Linked DNA regions of Sus scrofa: all the other regions are linked to region 3. Evidence: chromatin contacts called from public HiChIP or PLAC-seq data. All regions are on one chromosome and are shown on one strand. Each heading gives the region's core, a stretch centred on a gene start, on an enhancer-like site or on the middle of the called end of the contact. The rest is flanking DNA. Distances are from core to core; before and after follow the strand shown.

Evidence for each region. HiChIP or PLAC-seq counts read pairs in DNA pulled down with a chosen protein or histone mark.
Region 1: a contact with region 3 is called in an H3K27ac HiChIP or PLAC-seq map of skeletal muscle. The contact joins the enhancer-like site here to the promoter of ARX in region 3. A contact is called at or near these places in 11 of 47 Hi-C or Micro-C datasets (alveolar macrophages, brain, embryonic fibroblasts and 6 more) and 2 of 2 datasets of contacts at active chromatin or transcription factors (alveolar macrophages and skeletal muscle).
Region 2: a contact with region 3 is called in an H3K27ac HiChIP or PLAC-seq map of skeletal muscle, with 6 times the contacts expected there. The contact joins the enhancer-like site here to the promoter of ARX in region 3. A contact is called at or near these places in 1 of 5 promoter capture datasets (liver), 7 of 47 Hi-C or Micro-C datasets (embryonic fibroblasts, epiblast stem cells, fetal skeletal muscle and 3 more) and 2 of 2 datasets of contacts at active chromatin or transcription factors (alveolar macrophages and skeletal muscle).

The regions. Positions count from the first base shown.
Region 1 is chrX:20,905,142-20,908,020 of Sscrofa11.1, forward strand. All of the region lies in intron 32 of POLA1 (DNA polymerase alpha catalytic subunit), which reads left to right. Among named protein-coding and RNA genes, the nearest start is that of POLA1, 150 kb to the left of the region's middle. Within about 2 kb of position 1,565, at least 1 of the 83 cell types and tissues checked has an H3K27ac peak or open chromatin away from gene starts, as enhancers often do. A contact at or near this core is called in skeletal muscle, where this site is marked.
Region 2 is chrX:20,829,777-20,832,599 of Sscrofa11.1, forward strand. All of the region lies in intron 26 of POLA1 (DNA polymerase alpha catalytic subunit), which reads left to right. Among named protein-coding and RNA genes, the nearest start is that of POLA1, 75 kb to the left of the region's middle. Within about 2 kb of position 1,410, at least 5 of the 83 cell types and tissues checked have an H3K27ac peak or open chromatin away from gene starts, as enhancers often do. A contact at or near this core is called in fetal skeletal muscle and skeletal muscle, where this site is marked.
Region 3 is chrX:21,078,517-21,081,273 of Sscrofa11.1, forward strand. It overlaps ARX (homeobox protein ARX), which reads right to left and starts at 1,334. Exons shown (of 5, transcript XM_021080129.1): 1 at 813-1,334. The coding sequence starts at 1,008.

The sequences.
Region 1 (2,879 bases), core at 315-2,814, 170 kb before region 3:
TATCCCAAGGTAGGTTATACCAGTTAGTTTATTCACTCTCCTGTTAAGGGACATCTAGATTGTTTCTAGTTTATGGTTTATTGGGAATAAAGCTGCAGGAGTTCCCGTAGTGGTGCAGTGGTTAACAATCCGACTAGGAACCATGAGGTTGTGGGTTCGATCCCTGGCCTCACTCAGTGGGTTAAGGGTCCGGCGTTGCCATGAGCTGTGGTGTAGGTCGCAGATGTGGCTCGGGTCCTGCGTTGCTGTGGCTCTGGTGTAGGCCGGCAGCTACAGCTCCTATTAGACCCCAGTCTGGGAACCTCATATGCCGTGGGAAGCGGCCCTAGAAAAGGAAAAAAAAAAAAAAAAAGCTGCTGTGAACATTCTTTTCCAAGACTTTTTGTGGATGTAAAATTCACCCTTTAAAAATTCGTTAAATAGGGAGTTCCCGTTGTGGCACAGTGGTTAACAAATCCGACTAGGAACCATGAGGTTGTGGGTTCGGTTCCTGCCCTTGCTCAATGGGTTAACGATCCGGCATTGCCGTGAGCTGTGGTGTAGGTTGCAGACGTGGCTCGGATCCCACGTTGCTGTGGCTCTGGCGTAGGCCGGTGGCTACAGCTCCGATTCGACCCCTAGCCTGGGAACCTCCATATGCCGCAGAAGCAGCCCAAGAAATAGCAAAAAGAAAAAAAAAATTTGTTAAGTATTTTTCTTTAGGAGTTCCTGTCATGGCTCAGTGGTTAACTGAACCCAACTAGTATCCATGAGGACACGGGTTCAATACCTGGCCTTGCTCAGAGAGTTAAGGATCTGGCATTGCCTTGAGCTGTGGTGTAGGTTGCAGACACGGTTTGGATCCCACGTTACTGTGGCATATGAACCGCCATATGCGGCCCTAAAAAGACAAAAGACCAAAAAAAAAAAAAAGTGTTTTTCTTTAGTTGTACTAAATTTTCGGTTTATGTACTATTCTCTAAGTCCAGATATATGAAAGCCTGAATTTGTGCAAAAGATTCATTTCCCAAGAGAAATTTTTAGAAAAAAAATACATGGTAGGATTTCATTAATTAGCTTCCCTAGTAGTTTAAGTGATTCATATTTCAGACAAATGCTTGGGAATATCAGTTACTCTATTCATTCGGGGTTTCACTCATATGGATTTTTCCCTCTTCCCCAGTTGTGTGAACATGTGCAATTGACTTTAGTTATTTGCAGTTGCACTAACAGACCTTGTCTTTTGGAGGAAAAAGATTATTGAATTGAATCCATCAGTTTTTCAACCTAATGCCTTGAGTTTGGAGCAGTTTAAATACTCCTTGGGAATGGGGGCAGGTGAACATTCTAAAAACAGTTTATAATTGTTAGAAAATACAATGGTAGAAAAAATAATTTTGTGGTAAGTGTTACATTTGGGCCTATGCGTGATAAGAATGTGGTAATCTTAAGGAGAAAAACAGCACTGGTGAACTCATCCACCCCGACACCTATAATGTTACTTTCTATAAATACTTCTTGAAACATGAGAGCTTTGATCCTGTTGCCAAAATAATGTGAGAGCCTATAAATTTTCTAATTATAAATGACAGTATTTTAATTTCATTCCGCTGCCTCCTCTGTCCCGTCTCGTCGTCGCCCTCCTCTACACCCCCACTCTAGCCCAAGAAAAATGGTGTGACTGGATGACTACAAGTCACAGGATTGAATGAAAACACACATCATTTCCACGGTTGCTCTTCTCCCGGATAACTGGTGTCAAGCCCAAGCAGGCTGCTGCTCCTTTTATTCTGTGCCGGACCAAATGATTGAAGTCATCTGTCAAAAGCTAGTCTAGTAGAAGTGGAAGTTCTTTTTCTCAACTGGGGCATAAAGTTTGTTTCTTTAAGCCAGTTGTTCAGAGAGAACTCTCGGTAGAAGGGATAAGCAATTTGGAATTCGTTTTTGTTATCTCTTGCTTGCTCAGAGACTACTATGATTATTTTACTGTATGGTACACAGTTTAACATTGCTTATACAGTGTATATGCATGTATGGCAACTGTGATCATAAAAATGCTTTAATGTCATTTCTGACAATTGTGTTTCATTTTGGAGGGACAGTAATTACAAATGGAGTTCTAGGCAGCAGCTCTATTTTGCACATTTGAAATTCAACATCTACCTCTAGGTGGCAGCACCAGATACTTTTTCCCTGTTTCACTCCAACCTTAATGAGTTTTGGTATAAGCAGTAAAACTTTTAACTCTCCCGAAACTTTGAAATAAGCTGCTTATTGCTGATTTTGTCAGGATTTGGAAAAATTAATTTATATGTTGTTTAAGTTTGGGGTTTAAGTCTGGATTTTGACCTAAAAAAGAAAAAAAGAGAGGTTCCAGCAGCAAGGATCCATATTTTTTAACATGTTTAATTATGTCTTCTTAAAAAGATTTAACTTAGCCCTCTGTGATTTGTCTCTTGAACTTAAAATTGTCCTCCCAAGAAAATCACTTTTTTATGATGTTGTATCGAAGTAACTTGTACAAGAATCATTACATACCTAATATTTTAAAGTAAGTACAGCATCGTCTCCCTTTATATTTAAAAAATTTACCATTGTCTTATGGCCAAGAGTGCTGAGATGAAGTCTCTTCTCTTGAAAAAAATCAGCTTGTGAATAAATCTGAAGCAGTTAGGCCAGTTGGTTTTGTTATTGCCATGGGAAGGTAAGAGTTGTTTGTGGAAATGGACATTGAGACATTTCATAAGGCCTGGCAGTTTTTCCTAATTTTTGGTCACTTGTTGGGCTTTTCCCCTTAAGTAATGAGACACCCCATGTTGAGTGTTAGTGCGCTCAGCAAGCAGGCTGCCCAGGCCTCCGGTGCACTCAGTTGGGCCATGGCTGGTGGAGAGGCCTAGAGA
Region 2 (2,823 bases), core at 160-2,659, 250 kb before region 3:
TGCTAGTTTGCTGTGACCGAGATCACTGGCCTGGTAGAGGGTGGATGGGTAGATGTGAAGGAGTGGCGTTTTTTTAATATAGGGTCTTGATATTTAAGCCTGTTTAGCATTTATAAGAATGGCCTGGATACTCAGAACAAGCGAAACGCTACTTTATTCATTTTTAACTGGGCCATTCTCATTTGAGAAGGCAGGGTCGGTATTTTTGCTTCGACATTTAATTACTGGAACCACTGGGAGTGTGGCCGAGGATGAGGAGATAAATACTGTCAGACTAACCTTGTGTCAGCGCCACTGATCTCTGCTTAGACAGATCGAGTTTCATTACTCTGATTCGAATCGCAGAAACTCAGTCCTGGAAATCTCTTCCTTTCTTCCCCACCCCTCACCAGAAGGAGTGACTTTTTGTTAACCCAAACTCATTCTTCTTTCTACATATGTGAACATTTTCTGTAAACCTGTTTTGGTCTACGTTTCTCTTTCACAGGCCGCGTGTTATTTGACAGGTGTTCTCCAGCTCCTTGCTTTGGCAGTGAACCAAGATGACAGAGCAGTAATGATTTCGAAAGTGCCATTCCCTCCTTGTTAAGACACAAAAAGAGAAGTGTGAAGTTATTAACCACTGTTCACCAGTGGCATAGAAATTGGCCTAAGGTTTAATTGTCTGATTCCACAGTCGGTCTGCCTAGGTAATTTCCTGGAGAATGCTACTCTTAAGGAAAAGGAGAAATACCCTGTAACTTTACCTCCTCCCCCCCCCAACGTCCATTTTTCCCCCTCTTTTCACAAATTGCAGATACGGATGGGTTGGAGAGAAAGGATCACCGCAAACCAAAACATTGATCTTTTTCTCCAGCTTGTCCTTTCCTCCTCTGCCCAGGTAGTAGGCTTATCGACGACGCAGTTGCACTTGGCACCCTTGCAGATTTCTCCATCCCCGGAATGGACCAGTGGCCCCCACATTCGAATCTGAAGGCATCCGTGATGTCACCGCCCCATCCATCTCATGGCTTCGTCTGTGCCGGTACACTTGTCGCTAATTGGAAGAGCCTGCTTTCGGCAGCCCGTGCCGTCTGGTGGCTTGTGTGTCCTCTTTGTAACAGTACAGTCAGGCCCTTTAGAGACATACCCATCTCGAATTTAAAAACAAAACAAGCTGGTTGGGTTTATTGTGGCTCAGGACTGGTTAACTGAGGGCAGACTAATAGAATTAGTGCCGTCTGTTTGCATTTCATCATTTTAGTAGGCAGCATGAGCCTGTGCCAATTTGCTGTATCGTAAATATGGTGTGAAATTACAGTGAGGCTAGTTTGGTAAGTCGTGGGAGTTTTGGAAGGCGGGGAGAAGGGCGGCTTTATGTATGTGTGTATGTATTAAGAAGCTGTTTGATTTTAAGCCAGAGATTCCTGAGCCCTGTAGTCACCGTTTTAGAGATTTCGTACCTACTTTGAAATTTAGTGCCAGTGTCGGGTTGTACAGCTGTCCTTGTTTCCTTTTTATTATTATTTTTTGTGGATGAGTTCGCTGGTGTCCCTTTTAAATGTATTAGTGTCCAGAATTTAAAATTTTTCTTCTTTGAAAGCACCCCCCCCTTTAAAAAGCAGAATGACATGGAATGTAACTGAAGTGATTGCTTGCATTTGTAAAAGAACAGAGATTGAGTTGTTTCCAGAAATGATGTATGTGTGGTGTTTGGAATTACTAATTGTTTTTTTCGGGTTTGGGTTTAGTTTTCTACTACCTATTTTCATTGGCTTCGTTGTTTGACATTTAACAGAAGATTTGCTTCTTTGAGGCTAGTGATGAGGTTTGGTTGGTTGGTTGGTTGTTTGTTTTTGCCTTAGGGCTGAGAGTTGAGTGGAGATGGGAGTGGAGCAAAGATATTTGGTTTCTGTCATAATTTGGAGTGTCAGACATTTGGCAGTACTTGTTTCAGGGACTTTTCGCCCCTGCTGACTTAACCACAGACTATGTGTTCAGCCTTGTGCAGGCGGGTGGTGTGTCTTCCGCAGGCGGGGAGGAGGAGGCTTGAGGAGGGGGCGCTGGGGGAGAGGAGTAAGCTCACGGGCTATTAATAACCTGCATTGTTCTTCAGGCCACGTGTAACATTGCTGTGCGCCGGCCAGCAGGGTAGGGCGTGTGTTCTATTCAAGTTGGACTGCATGGCATGATGTGGTGGACAGCTGATCCTTGCATCCCACGAAAAATCCGGATATTTCTTCTTTAATAGTATCCTGATGGGGCAGAAGAAAACTCGTTTTCAAAAGATTGGCTTAGAGCGAGTGAAATATATTTAATTCAATTACTGACTCTTGCCTCATAGCCAGAAATTCTTCAAGTAATATTTGCTGAGTGTGTACCATGGAGGGAAGCGGAGACAAATGACATTGCTTTTGACCCACAGGCTTGAGACGAAAGCCTTGGGTAGTGATTCCAGTAAAACTAGTGCTGGAGCTTGGGAGGCCAGACTCCTGATTCCTTAGCAGTAAACAAGAGAAAGGGTCTGCTGTGGGTGCTCGCAGCATGCACGACAACCTGCCTATGTGCTGGAGGAAGTAGGGGGGCCGCGCTCACCCACCGTGTGTTTTGCTTTGTTCACCTTTGAGAAGTCCGTTCCCCTGAGCTCTGTGACTGACCTGTCAGAGGGTGCTAGGTGACGAGGGCTACTGCCGCGAGTCCGGGTCCAGCCCACCTTAACATAGGAGAGCCCATATACTGCACTTTCTCATAACAACTCAGAGGAAGGCGCCAGGCCCCTGCTGGGTGTTGGGCCTGGTGCTGGCGTGTTGGGGATACTGCGGTAAATTTAAGTGTTAAACAGCC
Region 3 (2,757 bases), core at 84-2,583:
CTTCCAAGTGGCGCTGCCGCTGGACCGCTGGTTTAGGGATTGGAAAAGAAATCAACAATTCTTTCCCTGTGCGACACCTCTGCAGCCAGCTCAAGGCGAAATTTGAGTGTAACAGGTTCGGGGCAAAACGACAGTTGTTCTGGAATTTTTAATTTTAGGGAAAAAAGAGCTTTGAAACACCTCAACTCTATTTAAAAAAAAAAATTAACAAAGCAGAGAAAAAAATAGCACCCAGAAGCCGCACATTTCATACACTTCAAATACAGTAAGTAAGGAGCATTTGGGGAATCCCAGGGAGATGGTTTCTGCAAAGCTTGGGTTTAAAAGGTCACAAGTAATCTACGATTATAAAAAGAAGAAAAAAGCAGAACACCGCGTGTAAAGAAATCGTCCAAAGAGGAAAGGCCAAGGCTCACTCTGCCTGGAGTCCCCATTCACAGCTCTTGCGGCTCCTGTCTTCACCAAGTTGTGGTTACAAGGGCCCACCTGGCACCTGCTGTTTCTGACCTGCCGCCCCTCTTCAGAGCACCCTCAAGGCCACCAAAGGGCGCACTTAAACGACCTAAGGACCAACGCCGAGAACCTAAGGGCCCCTGAAGCGAAGCTTGGTCTCTGCTTTTTCTGGAAGCAGAGAGGGAGGGAGAGACAGCCCCTTGGCGAGATATTTACCGCTCTTGGAGGCACCAGGCCTCAGAGTTGTTCCTCTTCCCTCCCTCTCGAGTTGGACAACCGCGGGCCCCCGGCCCCCAGACATCACACATCCAAACCAGTGCCCAGAACCCTTTCCAGGTGCCTCGCGAGCGCAGCCTTACCTTGCACGGCCTTTTCCTGGTCGGCGCGGCTGGCCAGCGGGGCGGGCAAGCTCTGCGCAGCTCCCAGAAGCCGCATTTTGCACGGGCTTCTCCGGCCCAGGATGCTGTCGATGCAGTAAGAGGAGAGCAAAGTTGGAGATTTACTTTTGCACTCGGGCCTCTCGGAGCAGCCCTCCTCCTGGTACTGATTGCTCATGGCTGGGGTTTTTTCCCCCGGGCGCAGAGAAGCGGGCCGCTGGCTGCCTTTCGGGGCGGGTGGGATGTATGGGTGTGTGTTGGGGGGTGAAGTTAGATAGCTGGTTATAATAGATATTATTGCGATCTCTGTGCCTCTCTGCCTCGCTCGGTCGCTGGCTGCCGGCTCCCGCCCTGCCCGCGGCCGGAGCTCGCCTTCTCCGCGCTCAGGACAAGCAGTAACAAGTGTAGTGAGCCGCGGGCACGGAGCTCTGGAGTCTCTCTCCTCCACGTGCTGAGAGGCGCCTTCTGATTGGCTCTCGCCAGAGGCCGGGCTGCGCCGGGCTGTGGGCTCCGCGCAAAGCCCGGACTGGATTCGGGAAAGGCCGGCGGTGGAGGGGGGGCAACAGGCACTCGCCCAAGCCAATTTTCTTTTTCTTTTTTGTTTTTAACTTAATAACTTTCTCACTTCTCCATCCTGTTCCCGTAGCTCCTCCTTTAACCCGTCAGGGCTAGCCCTAAGCTCCAGCTTATTCGGATGTCAGGCCTGTGGGTGCCTCTTGGGCAACGTGCGCCCCTTCCACCAGCCGGAGGACCTCGCTCCCGTGGAGGCAAGGCCTTGAGGCTGGGATCGCCGTGGCGCCGACTTGGCCATTTTCAAAGGCGCTCCCAGGACAGCGCCTTGACCTCAGTGGTCCTCAATCGCCATTCTCTTTAGGCCAGAGGGCCTCGGAGGTGCCGGGGTGAGGGCCGCCAGCAAACATCTGCCGTTTGGGGCGTCCACTTTTCTCTTGCGGCCCAACGCATTGAGCTGTTAGTCTTCACCCTGAGCCCAGCGGTTGCTCTCTGGTTAGTAGCGTCTCTCAACCTCTCTCACCTTCGTCTTCAACTCTGGGAAAAGTCCCCTTAAAGACAAAGCCCTGCCAAAGGCGGGCGGCCTTCCCTAAAGCATCTACAGGGCGGAAAGGGACAGGCGAGTGCGTGTCGGCTGTGAGCGGGGGAGGCTGGGGACAGGTCTGGGAGTCTCCCCCTTCTCTCCGGACTCGCTTGCCTCTTCTGCCCACAAGTTCGCCCCTGTGGGTGAGGCCATCACCCCGAGGCTGGACACTCTCAGATCGCGCGCAGGGAGCAGGACCTACCCCGAGCCCTGAGCGCTCCTGGGCGGGAGGGACGCAGGTTTGCCTTCAACCGAGTCTCAGCGCCTAAAATTCTGAACGCTCCTGGCCTGGAGGGCCCCCACCCCCACCCCGGCAAAGGCCAAAGAGCGAACCTGAAAAAGAGCGCAGTTTCTCCCCAAACAGCTTGCTGCGCGTCCAGCGCTGAGAACCGAGACCCAACTCGGACTGAAGTTGGGACAAGCCTGGACGAGTGGCTAGCACGAACGCCCTCCTTGACTGGGTGCAGGGCCCGAGGGACAGCCAGGGGCCTCGATGCTGGCACGGTGGGGGCGAGGGTGGTGGGTGGGAGAGGGGCCGGGGAGGGGGAATCCACGCCGGGTTTTCCTCTCTCAACCCCTTCAATGTGTCAAAGAGAAACGCGTTTTACAAAGGATTATACTTGAATCACTTACAGTCAGTATTTAAAAATACAAGGATGCATAACTGAGATTTTTTTTTTCAGCCATAAACATCTGCATAACTCTTGGATGCTCGTGGGTGGGTGGCAGACAGATCGGGCTGGCTTGGCAGGAGCTTTCAAGACAAAACTGGAGCGGGATGAAGGGTTAGGAACAGGCACATTAATAATGTTAGTACTAATGCTGATATTATTA